Regions from separate parts of the Xenopus tropicalis genome. Here region 2 is linked to region 1. A link is a contact called in public Hi-C data. All regions are on one chromosome and are shown on one strand. Each heading gives the region's core, a stretch centred on a gene start, on an enhancer-like site or on the middle of the called end of the contact. The rest is flanking DNA. Distances are from core to core; before and after follow the strand shown. Region 1 holds the start of LOC101733382 (alpha-1,4-N-acetylglucosaminyltransferase). Region 2 holds the start of dzip1l (DAZ interacting zinc finger protein 1-like).

The links. A called contact is a pair of places that touch in the nucleus more often than the background predicts.
Region 2: a Hi-C map of gastrula embryo shows a contact between it and region 1, with 1.7 times the contacts expected there. The contact joins the promoter of dzip1l here to the promoter of LOC101733382 in region 1. A contact is called at or near these places in 4 of 5 Hi-C or Micro-C datasets (brain, gastrula embryo, neurula embryo and 1 more).

What each region holds. Positions count from the first base shown.
Region 1 is chr5:131,588,584-131,591,594 of UCB_Xtro_10.0, forward strand. It overlaps LOC101733382 (alpha-1,4-N-acetylglucosaminyltransferase), which reads right to left and starts at 1,683. Exons shown (of 2, transcript XM_031902951.1): 1 at 1,198-1,683. The coding sequence starts at 1,659.
Region 2 is chr5:131,733,784-131,737,016 of UCB_Xtro_10.0, forward strand. It overlaps dzip1l (DAZ interacting zinc finger protein 1-like), which reads left to right and starts at 1,664. Exons shown (of 11, transcript NM_001079400.1): 1 at 1,664-1,707.

The DNA.
Region 1 (3,011 bases), core at 433-2,932:
TTAACCTCGCACTATAGTTAGACACCTGGGTTGCACTTGTAACCTTGAGATTGTTGATATTTTTTCACAATTTTGGTTCTCCAGTCCTCAGACAGGTCTCTTCTCCTCTTTCTGTTGTCCATGCTTAGTGTGGCACACACAGACACACAATGCAAAGACTAAGGGGCACATTTACTAATCCACGAATCCGAATCCCGAATGGGAAAAAAACGGATTGGAAACGAAAAGTTTGCGACTTTTTCGTCACCGTCGCGCTTTTTTCGTATTTTGTGCAATTTTTTGGTCGCCGTCACGACTTTATCGTATTTTGCGTGACTTTTTCGTCGCCGTCGTGATTTTTTCATATTGAGCAATTGTAAATGGCGGAAAAACCAATCCGATTTTTTCACAACGGCGACAAAAAAGTAGCGGAAAATATACGATAAAGTCGTAACGGCGACGAAAAAGTTGCGCAAAATACAGTCGCAAAAATACCGATCATTACGAAAAAAACGCATTCGGACGCTTTGGGTCCGTTCATGGATTAGTAAATGTGCCCCAGTGTGAACTTCTCTCTCTATATTGCCCACACCTGTTACTTGCCCCAGGTGAGCATCACATGTTTGAAACAATCGTATTTATCCACAATTTTGAAAGGGTGCCAATAATTTTGTCCAGCCCAGTTTTGTGTGACATTATGTCCAATTTGCTTTTTTCCCTCCATTTTTTGTTCTGTTTCAATACACACAAAGGGAATAAACATGTGTATAGCAAAACATGTGCTACTGCAATACTCTTCTGTGAGAAATACTTGATTTTCTGGAAGAATTTCTGGGGCCATTTTGGGCCATGGCTGTATAATCAGGCAGTGGACCACATCAGGGAAGGTAAGTGTTACAAATTTGTGGACAAGTACATTTTTTATGAAAAGGTTTTTTCGATGATGCACGGATTTACATATGAGCTGTTTTATGCAAAATATTTTTATAGAGATCTTCATTTTTCAGGGGTATAGTGTTCCTTTACCTGTTAAGTTATAACACAAGTAAAAACTTTCCCAAAGTTTCTATGCTGAGCGTTCCCTGAGTGATCACCACATCTGCCAACAGGTTTCTATTGCAAATTACTTTAGTTGAAAAGGGCACCCAAGCACATTTTAGGTTTGTACAAAAACATACAAAACACTACAATAGCTGTAATTACATATAATATACCTACCTTTTTGTACCAGGGTAGAAGTGGGGTATTAGCAAATACTTCCTCCAGTCTCAGAGGGAAAAGGTAGATATTATCATGAGATGAAAGGGTTGGGAATCTCTTTTTGGCCTTGTCTTCATCTTCTACTGAATTTATATCAGGTAAACCCTTCATAAAGAAAGCAATTGGTCTGTTGGGGTAGATCCGAGCTGCAGACTCTACTGCACACAAAACTAAGTGTGGGGGCTGCATCCTATCAGTGGTCTCTATAAAAATAATCCCATTTCCATTGCGAAGAATTTCTTCTGGTGTTAGATTGCTCTTTGTTTTATTGTTTGCTTCCTCCTTCTGTGACGTTCCATTGTTTGTGAAGGTAAAAGACATAATGGAATAGCCTTTTTGATAATTCACAGTCACCTTGTAGAAGAAACCGATACCCATCAGAATCATGACAAAAACAGTACCCCTTAAACATGCTGCCATTGTAGAGTAATAAGACGATGAATCTGTAAAAGAAAGAAAAAAATAAATTGTTATTACTGGACTTTTGAGCTCAACATTAAGGTGGCCATACACGGTGGGATCCACTCTTTTGGTGAGGTCACCTAACGAGTGGATTTTCTTCCAATATGCCAACCTACGGTGGGCAATATCGGGCTAGTTTGATCGTTTGCCCTTGGGTCAAATGATCTAATTAAAATGATGGGTATATGGGCAATCGGACCAGTGAGCTGATGTGGTCCCTGATCTGATGGGAAAATCAAACCTGCCCTATCAAGATCAGGTCAGTTTTAAGGCAGATGTCAGTCAGGTAGGCCTGTCCTGGGTGCCCATACATGGGCAGATAAGCCGCCAAATTGGTCTAATGGACCCGAATTTGCAGCTGAAATCTGTGTATGGGCACCTTTAACTATACATATTTGTAGGTTGCCTGAGGAACAGCAGCATGTCCGTAAGGGACAACAATTCTATTACTGTGGGCCTCATTTACTAATTTGGGCTAACAGGGTCAGACTGGGGGGTGCAGGGACTACCGGGGCTTATGCCTCAGGGGCCCCTGCACCCCCCAATGGTCATTGCCCCCAACACCCTCTGACCCCCTCCACCAAGCCTAAACCTGCAGCTCATTGGGGGCCCCCAGGTTTTTTCCCGGTGCCCCGGTGGCCCAGTCCGATGCTGTGGGCTAAGTACAAAGAACATAAAATGTGGGCCTGTACTTAATGTACTGTGCTTCTTGCTTCCTGAATGCACCACGGGGCAAATTTATCAAAATGTGACATTAAGAGGCTCATTTACTAACCATCGATTTCGTATTTTAAACTTTATTGCATTTTTTTTAGAAAAAGTGGCAGAAAAAAAACGCTGAAACATTTGCAAGATTTACTATGCATCTAAACGTCTAAAAAAACAATATTCCTTGAAGATCTTTCTTCAAGGAAGAAACTTTAGAGATTTTACTGGGTTTTTAACTCGACTTTTTCACAGGAACAATTCGATAAAATCAGGATTTTCTCAGCAACAATTCAAAAAAGTTGAGTTTTTTATGACTTTTCTTGCAGTGACTTTTCCTTGGGAATGAGAAATAGATCTAAAAGTTCACCACAGAAAAATGAACCCTCTTTATATTCATTCCTATGGGATTTTTAGAATAGTATTTATCAATGTATTAAAAAAAATTGCTATTTAATAAATGAACCCTCTAAAATTCCAAGAAAATGCAGGGGACCTGTAAATTATGCCCCTTTTTCACTGGCAGTCCCATAGGTATTTGGACAGCTACAGTATAAAGGGTCCTCTGTGTAATGGGAAGTAAGTCCCTTTTCTTGGGTCATAGC
Region 2 (3,233 bases), core at 414-2,913, 150 kb after region 1:
TTACAGAGAAAAAGGAAATCATTTTTAAAAATAAGAATTATTTGCTTATAATAGAGTCTATGAGAGAGGGCTTTTCCATAATATGGAGCTTTCTGGATAATGGGTTTTCCGGATAAGGGATCCCATACCTGTAACAGAAACCTCCAGGCAAAACTTTCCCACAATGCCTTGCATACTTATCATAGGTCAGCTGACTTTTGCATCCATCTCTTTATTAATTGCTTTCTCATACATTGATACTGATTATCAAAATTGTGCCCGTTCTTGGTTGTCCATAAAAAGCTGCATTGCAGGTGTCTGGGAAGAAAGGCTTTACCTGGCAGCAGGTGGGAGTGGCGCCGGCAGGTAAGGAGAATGTGCAGGGAGGCAGCCGGCTCTGGTTACTGAGCAACATTAATAGATTAACTGAGGAAGGTAACTGGGTGCTTATTACACAGGCGGCTGCACACAGAAAGGCTGCTGCTTGGATTTCACTGTTGTTGATTCTGGGTCACATATTGTAAATGGAACAGTTTCCTTTATTGTGTGAGACCCGGTGTGGCTAGAGCGGTGCAATATGTTCCCAGCAATACCCTCCTGCTTTTATATACAGTCGGGGGAATAGGCTGAAACACAAAAAAATGTATTCAGTTCACTCTCAAAACCAACAATAGAGAATTAATTGGAATTGGTTTATACCAGTGATCCCCAACCAGTGGCTCAGGGGCAACATGTTGCTCACCAACCCCTTTGAAGTTGCTCCCAGCAGCCGCAAAATGGGCGCCCATTCTTAAATTTCTGGCTTGGGGGCAAGTTTTAGAAGCACACAGACACAGTTTCGAGGAGAATCTCCCCCACATGGGGCTAGCAAACAGCCAATCATTGTGCTTATTTGGCATCCCCAAAGAATTTGTCGTGCCTATGTGGCTCCCAACACTGTCTACATCCAGTGTCGGACTGGGACCCCAGGGGCCCACCAGAAAACCTTATATCATAGGCCCCCTCTCCAAACTATTTTTCCTTCTTTCCTCACCCAACCTCTTTATTCTCCTAGTCTCTTTTATTTACATGGTAGCATCTATTCTTCCATTTATTCCTCCTATAAAGATATAGGGAGGAATTAAAAAAAAATACAAAAACAACCTCAAGAGGTTGAGAAAAGAGTGAGAGGGTTGTTGCAGCAGAGGCTGATTGAGCTGCACACAGTTAGGGGCATTTCCACAGAGACTTTGGGGTGCACCTTTTATACAGTGATGAATATGGGGTGTTTTCAAGTGTTTTGTCCCACCCCGACTCAATTTGCCATTAACTTTAATCTGTAGGTTGCCCCAAGGGGACGCTGTACTGTGTGTTTGTACTTGTCTAAACTTTGTCCTGGAGCTATTGTGCCTCCAGTTACCCCCTGATCCACTTGAAGCAAAATCTGAGCTGATGGAAAACTACATCTCCCAGAATCCCCCAAGCCTTTTCTGCTAAACATCAATGCTAAATGCTAAGTAACCAGTAGGAAAGGCCATTTGTTTGCATGCAGCACTGCTATTGGGGACACAGTATTCTTAGTGCGAAAGTTCCCACTTCCCCTAGGTGACATATGAGGGGAATATATAAGTAGCCTCTCTAATGCCCATGCCCCCTCCTCTCCTGCTGACAGGTGTGAGTCCCTAGCAGGCACAATACAGTGAGAGGCGGCGGGGCCCCTCCCGGGGAAGGCGGCAGTGATGTTATGAGGTAACTATGGCAGGGAACCTGCTGGGCTTCATCTCCCAGGGGTCAGGCTTCCCTGGTTACCAACAGTACAGCCACTTCCTGTTCCATAAGGCAGCACTGTCACTCACAGCTCTGACTCGGGAGTGGGGGACAGAGAGCTCTTATACAGGTGGGACCCCCCAGGGAAGGAGAGAGGCAAGGAGCAGCCGGCCGGGAATACATTCATTCGCAGGACCAGTTCAGCTCTGCAGGGGGGAGACCCCATAGGCTGCAAAGCCACAGCTCCAGGTATATATATGTACAGTATATATATGGCTGTATACTCAGCCCTGTGCAAATGGTTTCCTCTGCATATGGTAAACTGCAACTCTCAGCAGTTACTTATTACAGGTTAATGGAAGTTGGTTATTAACTATACAAGTGGCCAAAAGTGACAGTTTCAGTGTATCCGTAACTGTGTTGTTGAATAAATGGGCATCTATTAATATTAGGGTCATGCAGCATGAAACCCCCCCCCCCCCCCCCTCTCTACTGTTGTTCAACTACAACTTATTTTATCCTGGGGGTAATAGGAGCTGTGACTGAGCTGCAGCGGGGACATGACTGGTCTGGGGTTTGTGCTGAGCGGAACATTAACCTATTCAGTACTGAATTGTAGGATTCAAGGCTACATTGCTGCTCAGATAACAGGAGCATATATACATGTACTGGTAAAGGATGTGTGTTTCATTGTAATAATATTATTATAAATAATATATTATAATATTGGGAAGCCTATATTATGATATATAATATTATATTAATTACAATATAATATGTACAGGAATGGTGTGTATGTATATGTATATATATAGTATAAAACACAAAAGCCATGAATGTCCTGTAAATTAAATCCTTATAAAGGGTACTTGGTGATGTCATCAGTTATAATTCACTCCCACAAACTTTCTGCCTTCAAAAGATCTCTAAAAACACATTCATTTAGAGAAGCTTACCCTCATTTAGTCTAACATACCCTCAGTGTGCTGCTAAAAGCAATACCCTGTGCCCCACCTCTCACATTGCTTAATTCTGATCTTGCCCATTCCCACACCTTGTGTCTCAACCCTTTCTCCTTGTAGATTGTAAGCTCTTTTGGGCAGGGCTCTCTTCACCTCATGTATTGGTTATTGGTTGCTTTATATGTTACTCTGTATGTCCAATGTATGTAACCCACTTATTGTACAGCGCTGCGGAATATGTTGGCGCTTTATAAATACATGGTAATAATAACATAATTGGTGCTTGGTGACATAATTTCTGTCATGACTGAAACTTGTGTATTATAACAAATAGAAGACTTCTGTGATATAGCCGCAGCATTCCGTGACCTGTATACAAGTACTTGGCCTTTATTCTGCTGCAAAGTGCAGAGTGCAGCAAAAGCCATGAGCGCTCCTCATTGAATGGGCCCTAAAGGCACTGGTGGGATCTCCTGCACCTTGGCCCGATGGCACTCCCCTGCCGTAGCTTGTGGGCATCCAGAGGGATATCCTGTGCCACTCCCC